2 separate regions of the Mus musculus genome follow, and region 2 is linked to region 1. Evidence: chromatin contacts called from public HiChIP or PLAC-seq data. All regions are on one chromosome and are shown on one strand. The core of a region is the stretch at or near the end of the contact, and the rest is flanking DNA. Distances in the headings are between cores, read along the strand shown. Region 1 has its middle 28 kb from the start of Ptafr. Region 2 holds the start of Xkr8 (X-linked Kx blood group related 8).

Evidence for each region. HiChIP or PLAC-seq counts read pairs in DNA pulled down with a chosen protein or histone mark.
Region 2: a contact with region 1 is called in an H3K27ac HiChIP or PLAC-seq map of microglia, with 3 times the contacts expected there. The contact joins the promoter of Xkr8 here to the enhancer-like site in region 1. A contact is called at or near these places in 4 of 115 datasets of contacts at active chromatin or transcription factors (embryonic stem cells, microglia and stem cell-derived neural progenitor cells) and 2 of 9 other capture datasets (liver and pancreatic islet).

Annotation. Positions count from the first base shown.
Region 1 is chr4:132,588,486-132,595,369 of GRCm38.p6, forward strand. No RefSeq gene overlaps it. Among named protein-coding and RNA genes, the nearest start is that of Ptafr, 28 kb to the left of the region's middle. Within about 2 kb of position 4,551, at least 106 of the 459 cell types and tissues checked have an H3K27ac peak or open chromatin away from gene starts, as enhancers often do. A contact at or near this core is called in liver and microglia, where this site is marked.
Region 2 is chr4:132,731,223-132,738,321 of GRCm38.p6, forward strand. It overlaps Xkr8 (X-linked Kx blood group related 8), which reads right to left and starts at 1,324. Exons shown (of 3, transcript NM_201368.1): 1 at 951-1,324. The coding sequence starts at 1,243. Smpdl3b (sphingomyelin phosphodiesterase, acid-like 3B) reads right to left here. Exons shown (of 8, transcript NM_133888.2): 6 at 7,015-7,099; 7 at 6,797-6,930; 8 at 1,744-2,537. The coding sequence ends at 2,172.

The sequences.
Region 1 (6,884 bases), core at 3,301-5,800:
AAAACCCTTTCTCCCTGAAGTTGTTTTTGTCAGAAACAGAAAAAGTAGCAAAGATAATTCAGTTCTAAAAAGTGAGAAAGGAGGAGCAGGCAAATTGATACTCCCATGGAGGACTTCCTCACAGCAGGTTCTCATGTGCAAGGTAGTATTTCCTGCCTCTGAGGCCACGAAGTCTGAGTCACAGTGTGTGAAAGAGTTTGGTCAGTTGCTCATGTGGTATTGTGCATGTGGCTGTCTGTGGGAAGGTGACTCAGGGAAACGAAAACCATTTGTCTTTAAATTCCACAAATGTTTAATGGTCTAGCCACACACTGCAGGGCCAAGTTGAAAAAAGAGAGATGGTCCCTGTTGTCAAGTGACAGTGGCAGACTTGTTTACTAGCATTTCCCAACAGAACAGATGGTTCTACTCAGTACTCGGTGCTCACGGGGCTCGCTGGGAGCATCTCTTCCCAGCTGCATGCTCAGAGAGGCCATGTTTGAAAGCCACCATGTTGTATTTAGACGACAAGAGTGAGCCTGTGATACAGATGAGGAATATTAGAATCGCAGGCTCAGCTTTGCCACTGACTGGCTGGCTGTGCGATCCTGGAAATCAGTTCGCATCCTAAGCTTCAGTGTATTAGTAGAGTAGGCATAATAAGAGCCAAATCCTTTCTCCTTCCTCTCCAGAGGAGAAACATGATTTGATACTTGGGGTAGGGTGTGGGTTATTAGTGATTATTAATTTAGGTTATTAATTATTGTTTACTTATGCTTCCAGACAGGGTTCCATGTAAGTGCAAGCTGTCCTTCAACTTGCTGTATTGACTGGGCTAGCCTTGAACTGCTGGCCTGCCTGTCTATACCTCCCAAGTGCTGAGATTACAGGCATGCATCACCATGCCTGACTCACTGGTAACTGGTGTGTGTGTGTTGTTGTTGTTGTTGGAGACTGAAGTTAGTGTCTTGTGAATGCTCTATAGTCTCAGTCCTCGAGAGTTGTTCTTGGCTATAGTTGAGTCTCTCTTCTGGTAACTGTTGGGAACTTCTCTATCCCCCTTGTTAGTACCAATAGTGCCCCAGGCTGGGGATTGACCCACAAGGGCATCATTCCAGAAGAGAGTTCACGTTCACCTATGGCAGAGGGAGGCAAGGGAAGAGGTAACTGAGCTCGGGTTTTCTGGCCTGCTAATGGCTACTGACCTAGGGAATGTCTCACGACAAATGGCTTTTGCTATCAGCAGCAGCCAGAATGTAGGAAGGCAAGAAGGGGGAGTAGGAGGAACGAGGGACTAGCATGTCTATTCTCCTGCTCTTCCTAAACCAAAGAACTCCTGTTTAAGAAGCCCAGGATGAAGCTGTGCCCACTGAGATGCAAGTATGCCAGTTGCCTGGGGGAGTAGTACACAGTCTACTACTAAAATCTCAGGTACGGTTTAAAGTCACTGAGAAACTGGAGAGGTGAGGTTGGAACCCTGACTCAGACCTAAGCATGTTTGTCCTTCAGTGTGCTCCAAGACCCTGTTGTCTTGGGATGGGATCCACTTCTACAAACGAACGGGAAAAGAAAATGACAAACAGCCCAGAGTGTAGAAATAGGACAGACAGAAGGAGAGTGGATTGTTAGAATAAAAGCAATGTCCTTGTACATGGCTGGAGGCAAGTCATTCGCAGACAACTCCCCTAAAGCAAGGAGACTCAGGTACCGGTTATCCCATTAAAAAAAAAAAAAAGCCAGCAGTGGAGGAAGGGCTGAAGAGGTGGTTCAGCTGTTGGGAGTGTGTTCTGACCTGGGCGGTGGTGGTGCATATCTTTAATCTTAGCACTCAGGAGGCTAAGTGAGAGAGCTCTGTGAGTTCGAGGCCAGCCTGGTCTACAGAACAAGTTCCATGACAGCCAGGACTACGAGAAACCCTGTCTCTAAATAAATAAATAAATAAATAAATAAATAAATAAACAAAATAAAACAAAACTACAACAAAGATGTGTTCTGGTCTCAGCCCAGGTCAGGTTGCTCACAACCACCTGTACTACAGATCTTGGGAAGGGCGGGGGGGGGGGGTGGGGGGGGGAATCTGACACCTCTGACCTTCCTGGATACCAGCATTCACAGTCCATATCTATACAATACACAGAATCAAACTTAATAATAAATAGCAACGACAAAAAAAATCCTACCACTGGGAAAACATCCCACAACTCCTGAGAATAGCTGTTGGTCAGACTGACCCAGGAGAAGACATTCGGCCTGGGACCCTCTTTGTGGGTCAGAGGTTCGAGCTGGGGCTGCGTGGTTTTCCAGGCGTCCCCAGCGGGGTTTCTGGTGGATGGTGTAAGTGCTTGACCTGATACTCTGCCCTTTCTGCTGTTTGCTCTATGCTTAGCAAACTCACGCATTTGAAACCGAAGGCACGACAACTGTGGATTGCTTCACACGTGGCCAGGGAGGAAAATAAGTTTCTCTCTGTCCCCCACAGTTCTCAGGAAGGACAGATCTTTGTAACAAGTGACAGATTAAGAAGGGAAAACACGTTTGAGGAATGGGTCTAGCTCACCTTTACATGGGAGAGAGTCACCTGTGTCCTAGGTTAGTGGCCCGACTTGGGTTACCTGTGTAACCTTCAATCACCTTCAAAGTCCGGTGAGAGAAGTGAATGGTGAAGGAGCAAGAGAAGGATGTGTTCAGCACAGCCGCGTTGGGAAGAAACATGGGACCCACGTCCTTGGGGTCCTGAAAAGAGCATCCTCTTGGAACTGTACAGAAAGGGAAAAGGCATTGTTGGCTTAAGTGGCTGGTGACAAGAGGTTTGGGGACAGGGAGAGTAGCTTCCTGTGACACTATTTCACGGCAGAGAATGAGTCCATGATGGGGGCATTTTTCTCCCTGTGCCACTTCCTCTGTCTTCTTAGCTCCCTGTTAACCTATGCAGCCCGGCCTCTGGCCCATGGCTAGCAAGGGCTGGTGGCACAGTTAGATGGAGTGGGTGGCATCAGAAACAGTTCTGTTTTGCAATATAGAACTCATGTTGCAAGTGCTCTACCCCTGAGAACCATTCACACCCCCATACTTCCAATCCCCAGAACTAATGTTGTTGCCTGCATCCATTGCTGGCCATCACGGGAAGTGACTCCAGAAATAAATCAACATTGTTATTATCCTTGAGAGCCCTGTTCCCTCCCGTGGGGACAGCAATTGTGGACACAGACAAGGTCCAGGAGTCCCATACGTTGAGATGCTACACTGTGCTCCTTCCTCCTCCTCCTCCTCTTAGTGGTTTTTTGAGTCAGGATTTCTCTGTTTAGCTCTGGCTGTCCTAGAACTGGCTCTATAGGCCAGGCTGGCCTCAGACTCAGCGATCCGCATGCCTCTGCCTCCAGAGTGCTGGGTTCAAAGGTGTGGGCCATCACAGTTCTATTTATTTTTTCTGCCTAATTATTCTTATTTTATTTGAGTCAAGGTCTCACTCTGTAGCCATGGTTGGCTTGGAACTCATTATGTAGTTCCAGCTGTCCCCAAACTCACTGAAATCCTCCTGCCTCAGCTTCCTGAATGATGAGATTACAGACCTGAGCTAACCACTCTGAACTCCAAACTGCTTTGAGTGTTGTGGTATCCACCAGAGAAGACCTCTCAAACACAGGTTTAAGCCAATAGAAAGTCCTCACTAGTCAACAGTAGACTACACAGGGTGTTTGGGATCCCAGGGTAGCCCTGAGCCTTTCTCAGCTTTTAAGCATACAAACCAAACCCTGGGTTGACATATTTCAGTTAACAAGAACATTAAGCCAGAAACAGGATTACAGAAGCCAAAAAGCAAGTACATTTAGAGACTTTGCCAGAACTATGGACTTTGGTTCATTAGGTCTTTGTTTTCACATTCGGCCGTGGTGCTGGCTTTGTGCTGAGTTTCATGGCCTTAGTAGGACTTCCATCATGGAGTCAGTTGTGCTAAGGTCTGGGGGCCTGTTGTGCCAGGTACACTATCGGCAAACTCTCAAGTACTGACTGCCCTATATTTGCCAGTACTTACAGTTACAGAACTTTGTTTCTTTGCTTATGTTTTCGTTAGGATCTTTCTATACAGCCCTGGCTGGCCTGAAGTTTGGTGTGTGAGTGAGACTGACCTAAGCTAGCAACTATCCTCTCTGCCTCTGCCTCCTGAGCTCTAGGGTCACAGGCAGACACCGCCATGCTTGGCTTTCTAAGTTCTTTTTTAAATTTAAAACATTTAAGTTATTATTATTATTTTGAGATGAGGGCCCTATCATGTAGCCCAGGCTGGCCTGCAGCTGGCCTGAAACTCCTAATGCTTGTGAATCCTGGGACTGGAGGCGTGTGCCACCACACCCTATGCATTTTTTGGCTTTTATTGTTGCTTAAATTACTTCCTAGATGACTTGATTTTTGTACCTTTAACAGCAAAGGTGGGCAGGGTGAGTTCTTTAGAGCCCAGGAGGGATAATTTCTTTGAAGAGGGAACTTAGACAGAGAAAAACATACCCACACTGTGTAGTTTGAAAATTGAGGATCTTAGTCTTCTTCTCAACGCCGCGACTTCTCCTTTCTGAGACATCCACTTCTATAAGTTTCCTTCAGTTCCGCAAGCTTTGCCATTTGCAAACCTAGAATGTGGAAGTGCCCCCTCACGTGATGGCAGTTTGTCATCTTAGGTGACAGACACATCAGATGAATTTGTGAGGCTCTTTGAACATAAATTATATCATCGTGGTGGAAAGTCAGAGGAGAGAATTGCATCATCTTAGAAATTTGTTCCTCCCAGGTGTGGTGGCGCATGCCTGTAATCCCCGTACTATGGCGGAGAGATAAGAGGAAAAAAACCAAAACAAGCTAGTTGGAGGCTGAGGCAGGAGGACTGCTGTGAGTTCAACATCAGCCTGAGCTATGTATTAAAGTTCCAGACTAGTCTGGGCTATAATGTGAGACCCTGTCTCAAAAATCAAAACAAGTGGCAGGAGAGATGGCTCAGCAGTTAAGAGCAATTGCTGCTCTTGTGGAGGAGCCTGGATCAGGTCTTAGCTCCCACTTGGTAGTACACAACCACCCACAGCTCTAATGCCAGGGAACCCGACATCCACTTCTGACTTCTGAAGGCTCCGGCATCCCTGTGGAGTGCATAGATTCTCTCTCACACACAAATAAACTCTCTGTCTGTCTCTGTCTCTCTGTCTCTGTCTCTCTTTCATTCATAGACACTTTAATAAATAAATCTTAAGAACAAGAACTAAACAAAACTCCTAAGGGGTTGGGGTTGTGGCTCAGTGATACAGTGCTCACCTGGCACATGGGGAGAAAGGAAAGGAGAGAGGGAAGGAGAGATCATTAGTGGTGGGTAAGACTCAGTTTCTCTCAGTGTAAAATGGGGAGAAGAAAAATAAAATAAAATTAAATTAAATTAAAAAAAAACAATCAGGGAAAAAGCTTTGCATTTGATTTGATCCTGGCAGGGTTTTCTTGTCAAATTTCTTTGTCTTGGGAAAAGTCAAGACCAGGAGAAGCTGAGAGAAGTCCAGAATTTGTTGTGGATAGTGGCAGGGGAAGGCTGTGGAATGTGGAAGCATGGTTAAGTGCTTTTCCATGGGAGTTCTCTGAGGTTTGAGACCTTTAATCTAATGTTCAGACAGACACACTGGGCTCATAAAGTTAAGCTGTCTGTCCCAGGTTACGTGGATTCTAAACCCTCCTCTTCGTTGCCCTGCCTCTCATGACAGCTCCCAACAAGAGACTGTGGGTAGCTGAGAGAATTCAGCCTACCATCAACTGTGGGTGACCTTCGGAAGGGGAGGGGAGTAGGGGGTGGGGTGGGGAGGGCCTCTAGGAGAAAGATAGCTGCTGATGGGCTCTACTTTGCAGGGAGATTCTCAGTGAGCTGCTTGTTTATCTGTGGTATTTAGTGGATGGCTGGGAATTCCTGGATGACAGGAATTCCTGAGAAGAGAAGTCAAGCTAGAATAGGGCCAGGGTCAGAGGTCACAGCCCTCACAGCCACTCCCTTAGATACTGGGAGGGATTCCAGGGTTCCAACTTAGCGACAGGGAGTTCAAGCCAACTTTAACTTCCCGAGAATTACTGATTCTTTTATATTTTTTTTCCTTTTGTTTGTCGGTTGACTTTTTAGAGACAAGAGTCTCATGTGGTTCATTCAGGCTATTATTGTTAATTATATTATTATTATTAATTATTATTAATTTACCATCATCTTCATCATCATCATTTAATCATATGTGTGTGTGTGTGTCTGTGTGTGTGTCTGTGTGTGGGTTTGTGCACGTAAGCCTGGTAGCTATAGAGATCAGAAGAGGGAGTTGGATCCCTAGGAACTAGCTACAGACAGTTGTGAACCGCCTAGTGTGCGTGTTGGGAACCTAACTCTGGTTCTCTGCAAGTATGTGTTCTTAAGCTCTGACTCTCTCCAGCCCCCGATCTCAAACTTCTCATCTTCTTGTTTCCTTTGTGGGACTAAATGTTTGCATTTTTACCCATTACTGTCTGTGCTGGTGAGGTTTTGTTTTGTTTTTTGCCACCTGGATGCAAGCTAGGGTCATTTGGGAAGTGAGAAAATTGAGAAAATGCCTCTATCTGACTGGCTGGCAGGCATGGTTGTGTGACTGACTGTGGGAGGCATTTTCTTGACTGATGGTTACTGCAGGAGCAGTGTTACCCCCAGGCGGGTGGGCCTGGGGGGTATGAGAGAGGAGGAGAGCAAACCATAGAGAGAAAGCCAGGGAGCTGTGTTCAGCCATGGTTTCTGCTTTCGTTCCTTCCTGCAGGTGTAGTGAGAATTTTGGTTTCTTAAAAAACCCAGTTATGCTATGTGAATAGGTTTTTCTTTTAATCCCAGCTGTGAGATCCGGGGCTGCTTCAGATAGTCCACACTGCTGACT
Region 2 (7,099 bases), core at 74-2,573, 140 kb after region 1:
GGAACTTGCTTCCTCGTCCGTAAAGTGGGGCAAACTCAACTTCTACTCTTGCTGGTCAGGTACGATCCCAGGCGCATCACAACCCTGTCCTACCTACTCACAAGAGCCCCATTTCAGAGATGGGAGATGGAATTAAGAAGTAAACAGGAGGGGCCTGAGAGAGGGCTTAGCTGTTAATCGCATCCACTGCTCTTGTGGAGGACCAGAGTTTGGCTCCCAGCACCACATGAGGTGCCTCGCCTGTAACTCCAAGGGATCCAACACCTTCTTCTCTTGGGGCCTGCCTGTAATAACTCTCCTTCGCAGTCATCTGAGCTGTACTCAAGATGATACAATTGTTCAGGCAAAATGCAAACATTCAAGAGGTCCCTCCCCGCAAGCTGGAGACTATATACAGCTTTCCCAAGATCTGAGACTTCCACAAGATTCCGGATCCGGCCACCCTAGCCCAGCCTCACCCACACCATGAAGCCCTGCCTTCATCACAAGATTCTGAGCCCTTGATTTCGCTTTCTCCTATCTAACAACCCAAGGGACTAGTCACAGTTTGGGGGCGGGGGAGAGGCGGGGAAGAAAAAGTTCTCAGGCCAGCACTTGCGCCAGGGATTGTCTGTCTCACTGTCCTCACTTTAGACTGACCCTGGGTCCTTCCCAGTTGAGAAAAGCACACACCATCCACATATATTTTCCAAGAACCAGTCTATGTCTACTCCTGGCTGACTCCGGGGACACGGATGAGTCAAGCCGGACCCTCTTCAGTCCTTGACGGGGAAGCAAACGTTCGCAGAAGACAGAAATGAACAAGAAAGGTGAGGGGCATCTCTGACTCCAAGACCCTGATGTTCCCTTCCTCTGTTCCTGGCCCTGTGTTTTCATCTCCGCCCAAGGAAAGAAGACTGAACTGGTTCTGATGGCTGTCAACCCACTTTTTCAAAGGGCCGGGCACTCACCTATACAGGTAGCCGAGCTGCAGCAGGTGCAGCAGAGCCAGGAAAGGACGCGAGAGCTGCGAATGGTGCAGCTCGGTGGGATCAGCTGTCAGCCAGAGCCAGCTGAAGAGCTGCAGCAGCACCGAAGCTTGGCCCAGCAGGACCAGTACCAGCGCGGCCCACAGATAACGGCCAAGGAGCACGTACTGGACAACGGCCCACAGGTCAGCGACCAGATCCAGCAGGAAAGACAAGATACTCACCAGGCCTACGACCACGTCTAAGGCCACATGGTGGTGCACGGACAGAGGCATGATCCTCTCCAAGCAACCACACAACCGCGGACCTGCCCTCCCGCCCCGCTAGTCCGGCAGGAAGGGGGCGGGGCAGTCGTCCGGGAGGCTGGGCTGCTGGGCGGAACTTCCCCATCTCGCCCCGTCCGGGGTGGAGCGAGCCCGCGGCCCCGCCCCTACACTGGCCCCACCGCCCAGACCCCGCCCCCAGCCTGCCCTGTGCAGAGCTAGGCCTCTACTGGTTTGGATTCTGCTTTTTGTTTTGTTTTTCTTTTTTGTTTGTTTTTTGTTTTTGTTTTGCGAGACAGGGTTTCTCTGAATAGCCCTGGCTGTCCTGAAACTCACTCTGTAGACCAGGCTGGCCTCGAACTCAGAAATCCGCCTGCCTCTGCCTCCCAAGTGCTGGGATTCCACCACCCCCGGCTTGAATTCTGCTTTTGAGTCTCAAGGAAACAAGAGTGGCTATTAAGAAAGACTAGAGCCTTAGAGTTACCGGCCGCAGCTGTGATCCCTCACGGTTGCACTGTTGCAAAACCAAATCAAAAAAGTCTTTTATTTAAAAGTACTAAGGGGTTTTGCACACCACGTACGTTCCCAGTTCAGACCTTGAGCAGGGACTACATCGAAAGCACAGAATCTCCAAGGCCCATCTTCCCGTCGGCTCACTTCACTGTGGTGATCAAGTTCATGGTGGTTTGATATGTTTGTATTAAAGCGAATAATGCACCAAGACATGTACCGCAAACAAGTTTTGTGGATAAAACATGAAACTTGGAAGAAATTGTGCTTCTTAGCGCCCTCTCTGGTGAATCCAGGTGTCCCATCCCACTTTACTCTCCGCGGGGGGAGACTGATGGCAAAAGTTCATCTCTCTCCATTGGGTAACGTTGCCCAATTTTACCAGGAGAAAGATGAACCAAGTCAGTGGGTGGGCTGGCAGTGCCTACAGTCATAACACCTCCAGTACGTGCAGGCTTGGCAGCAGAGTCAGTATGAGCAGGAAACCAGGCACCAGCTTGGCACCAAGACCATGCAAGCAGGTAGCATAAGTGTTGAAAGCCACGTGTTGTATAGCACAAACGTGCTCGATGCGGCAGCTGTCCTCACAGGTCAAATGGTTGTAGCTGACCGAGTTATAGACGTAATAACGTTGCAGGATGTGAGGCTCACTGGCAATGCGGGTCAGCGCCGTGTGCATGGAGCTGACGCTGGCATCCGGCACCTGGTAGGCCTCCGTCAGGCGGTACTCCTGCTCCCACCGTGGGGTCTCTTGTACATTCGCCTGCCTCAGGTTCAAGAAGTAAGTCACCAAGTCCTGGATTAGAGGCGCAGGGTATGTCAGCAACGAGCAGTTGATTCGTTCTGCCCACAACCCAACTTCTCCCCAGGCGCTCTAAATCGATCAAACAGCCGCTGTTTGTTACCCTGAGCTTGGTTCCAATGAGGTGACTGCATCTGAACCCCCATTTTCCTGGTGAAGACATGGAGGCCTTAAAGAGGTCGTTATGGTTTGAATCTGAAGTGCCCCCCCGCCCCCCCTCCCTTCATTTTGAATGTTTGTTTCCCAACCACTGTAGCATTTTTAGGTAGTGGATTCCAGCTGGCAAAAGGAAACCTTTGAACCTGGTTCTGGATCCTGCCCAGTGGCGATATGAGGGGCTCCTGATACATTGCCACAGTGCTTCGGCACCATTAACTGCCAGGCCTTCACAGGTTGGTATAGCAATCACAGCATTGCAAAAGTAATGTTGCCTTCTCGGGGTCTGCGAGCTTTCAGGGGCAGGGCGGGATTAGGACGCAGAATGTTCACCTCACTACGGGTATGAGTTTCCTGTTCTGCCAAACTGGTAGGCACCACGCGCTCTTCACAGACGCTCTAATGCTCAGGAAATCTTCACAGAGTGAAGGGGAATAAAAATGGTGGTGGAGGAGGTGGGAAGGTGGGGGAGGCGGCAGCGGGGTGGGGGTGGGGGTTGCCTGGCTGGCGGATGTTATGAAATTGTAGCTGATAAAGGTTTCCCGTTCAAAGACTCAGCAGTGCCTTCAGACAGGCCGGTAAGAGGAGCTGGGTGAATGGGTGGGACCTGCATGTGCCAGGCACATGGCATTGTTGCACTAAGTCCCCTCAGTCCTGTGACTTTCCAGGGTACAGAGAAAGCAGTGAATCGAGCGTGTAGACAATAGGCTAGACTCTTACAAATCCTCAGGCCTGGGGCCAACAAGATGGATCCCTAAAATCCACACAGTGGAAGGCATGACAGATAGAAGGCAAGAACTAACCTTGTCAAGTCACACACACACACACCAGTTTTCTCTTTCTTTCTTTCTTTCTTTCTTTCTTTCTTTCTTTCTTTCTTTCTTCCATTCCTCAGACGGGAGCAGAAGACATGGCTTTGTGTTTAAGAGTACTTTTTAAAAGATTTACTTTATGTAGAGAGAATATGCTGTATATTGTATGGATGTATCACCTGTCAATTAGAAGACCTATGGCCTATAGGAGAGGGTAGAGTAGAAGGTGGGACATCCAGGAGGCAGAAAGAATTCTGGGATAAAGACAAGCGGGAGAGGTTTGACCAAGGAAGATCACATGGTACCTGAGCACAGGTAACCAGCCATGTGGCAGAATGTTGATTAAAATAAATGGGTTAATTTAAATCATATCTAGTCAGAGAAGAGCCTAGCTCTACAGGCAAGGCATTTGTAAATATATCTTGAGTCTGAGTTTCTGGGAGCAAGGGGCTGGGAGGAAGAACCAGGACCTAAGTACAATTTAATTTTTAATTTTGTGAGGCAGCGGATATGCACACGTGTGCAGGTACCCACAGAGGCCAGAGGAAGCTGTCAGAGTCTCTGGAACTGGCCCTACAGGCAGTTGTGAGCCGCCTGATGTGGGTGCTAGGGACGGAACTTAAGTGATCTACAAGAGCAGTGTATACTGTTAACCACTGAGCCACCCCACCCATGGGCACTTCTGCACAACTCTGAGGAACCTAGTTTATATCCTAGCTCGCTCTCCCCACCCCCACCCTCATCCCCCAGACCAAGCAGGGCACTGTGGCTCATAGCTGCAATCCCAGCACTCAGGAGACTGAGGCAGAAAGGATGTATCAGGGCTGGAGAGATGACTCAGCAATAACAAACAGTAAAGAGCTGGCTCAATTCCCATCACCCACATGGCAGCTCACAACTGTCTGTAACTCCAGTTCCTGGGGATCCTACACCCTCACACAGACATATTACACACAGGTTATTTATTTAATGTGCATTGGGCAAAACACCAATGCACATTAAATAAATAGCCATTAAAAAATTTAAAAAGAGGGCTGGGGAGATGGCTCAGCGATTAAGAGCACTGACTGCTCTTCCAGAGATCCTGAGTTCAATTCCCAGCAACCACATGGTGGCTCACAACCATCTGTAATGGGATTTGTTACCATCTTCTGGTGTGCCTGAAGATACCTAATATATATATATAAAGAAAGGATGCACCAAGCATCTGCCAACACATGCTGGCTCCTCCGCCTCTGAACCATCTTCAGACTCAGATGCTTCTCAGCAGCCTGGCCCAGCCACCACCCTCTCCAGCAGGTGTCCTCACTCCAGACCTTGGTCACAGCAGTCTGCTCTTTGCCCAGCAGACAAGGTGATTTTGTGAAACTGTGACTCAGAACAGTTTGCACTTCTGTCCCCTGCTCTTCAGATCCAGACCTTGACCTGGCCCGGTGCCTTCCACCCTTGGCTCCTGCCCTCTGGGGTCACCTGGTCTCCCTGCTCTCCCACAGGAACACTAAGCCACTTCCCACCCCCACCCCCACCCCCACCCCACCCCGGGGCATCTGACCTGCTCTTCCCTCTACCTTCCCTTCAAAGCCAGCTGTGTTCTCAGTTTACACAGAACTCAAATGCCTCCTTACTTAGGACATTTCCCTCATCCCATCTACTTAACACATCTCACACACACTCCAAAAACAGCTGCACTTTCCTTCCCCACCCCTTCCTCCCTTCTTGCCTCTCTCCTTCCCTGTTCTTTCTTCAGTGTTGGAAATCACCCCTCCACCATGCTAAGCAATCACTCTGCTGCTGAGCTGTAGCCTTGACTCCCCACCCCACCCCCACCTCATACCCCTTCTGAGACAGGGTCTCCTGGCTAAGCTCCTGTCTGGTCTTGAACTCACTATGTGGCCCAGGCTGGTTTTAAATTTTAGTCCTGTACCTCAGCCTCCCAAGTGCCTGCCTGGTATTCCAGTCCCATGCCAGCAGGCTCAGCTACCACCCTGCCTTTCCTGTCTCCCATGTTAAATTTTATGTAGCTATTTACTGCCTTCCTCCTGTAGGGATTTTGACGCAGGAAAGTAGTTACTCTATTGTTTGTTTCTGCATCTCCTAAGCTTTGAACAGAGCCGGGTGTGTATGTGGCCTGTGCTTAGTACTTTCTGTTGAATGAATGAAGTAGTATCTCTTTCGCCATTTCTACAACCCCAGCACATCCTAGGAAGTGAAGAAGTATTCACAGGGTTAGGGTCTGAGTGCTAGTTGATGAATGGAGGTGGGGCAATGGGCTTGAACTCAGACCGAGAGAAGTCTTCCATGCCAGCCTCCAAAGAGACAATTTTATCTTGAGGGCACTCGGGAGATCTTTAAGGTTTGTGAGTCACGGAGAGGCAAAATGAAGTCAATGTTCTAGGAAGATGAATGGGGCAGCAGGGAGACCAGGCAGTCATAGTAACCCAGGACAAGTAGAACAGGCTTTGGGGTTAGAATAGATCTGATTTGGTGGCAGGTGACTCCCAAGGGTCTAACCAAGATTCCCTTCCACGGTGGTTTGAATACGGTTAGCCCATGGGAAGTAGCACTATTAGGAGGTGTGGCCTTGTGGGGATAGGTGTGGCCTTGTTGGAGGAAGTGTGTCACTGTGTAGGAGGGTTTTGAGGTCTCCTAGTGCTCAAGTTCCGCCCAATGTGAAAGAGAATTGTGGGAAGCCGTGAACAATCGCCATTACAAGATGGCGCTGGCTTCCTCAGTGCCTAACTAGTAAACAAGCAATGTGCGCAGGTGCTAGAGTAAATTCGTGCCAAGTCACTGCCCATCCCGGGGTGTAATAGTGGGGTGATGGGTGAGCAGCTAATCAGGAGCTGACACGTCACAGAGGTGTATTTAAGCAGCTCCATTTTCCGGGTTCGGGGTCTTCCTGAGAAGTAAGCAATAATAGAAGGATCTGGTTGTCCGAGTGTGTTTTGCTGGCGAGACGTTACAAGGACAAGAGAGAATCTCCTGCCCCTTCTGAGCAAGATGTAGAACTCTCAGCTCTTAACCAGCACCGTGTCTGTCTGGGCTCTGCCATGCCTCCCACCATGATGATAAATGGACTGAACCTCTGAACCTGTAAGCCAGCCCCAGTTAAATGTTGTCCTTTATAAGAGTTGCCTTGAACAGGGGTGTCTCTTCACAGCAATGAAACCCTAACTAAGGCATCCTCCAAGGCTCAGTGGTCAGTAGCAACTGGGTCAGCTGAAGGTTAGGAAAGGTGGTGATAGACTTAGATTTCCCCCAACCCAGCAGACCCAAACTCCTAACCTTCAAGTTGAGTGTGGCTCGATCATACTCGAAAATGCGTATCCCTGGATTGTTGGCCCCATCGACCACTCCAGGTAATGTGGTCTTCCACGGTGTGACCCCGGGTGTGAGAAACATGACGTTTATGGGGGCACCTTTAGGGGGAAAAGACAGCAGGCTGAAAAAGGGGTAAGGAAAGAAGAGGCTGGCAGGTGGCCAGTTCCCTCAGGATGGAGCACCTGTGTTGTCATAGAACATTCGGAAGCTGTCGGTATGGTGGTGTCCAAAGAACTGCCCTGCTATGACCCGATGGTGCTTCTGGAT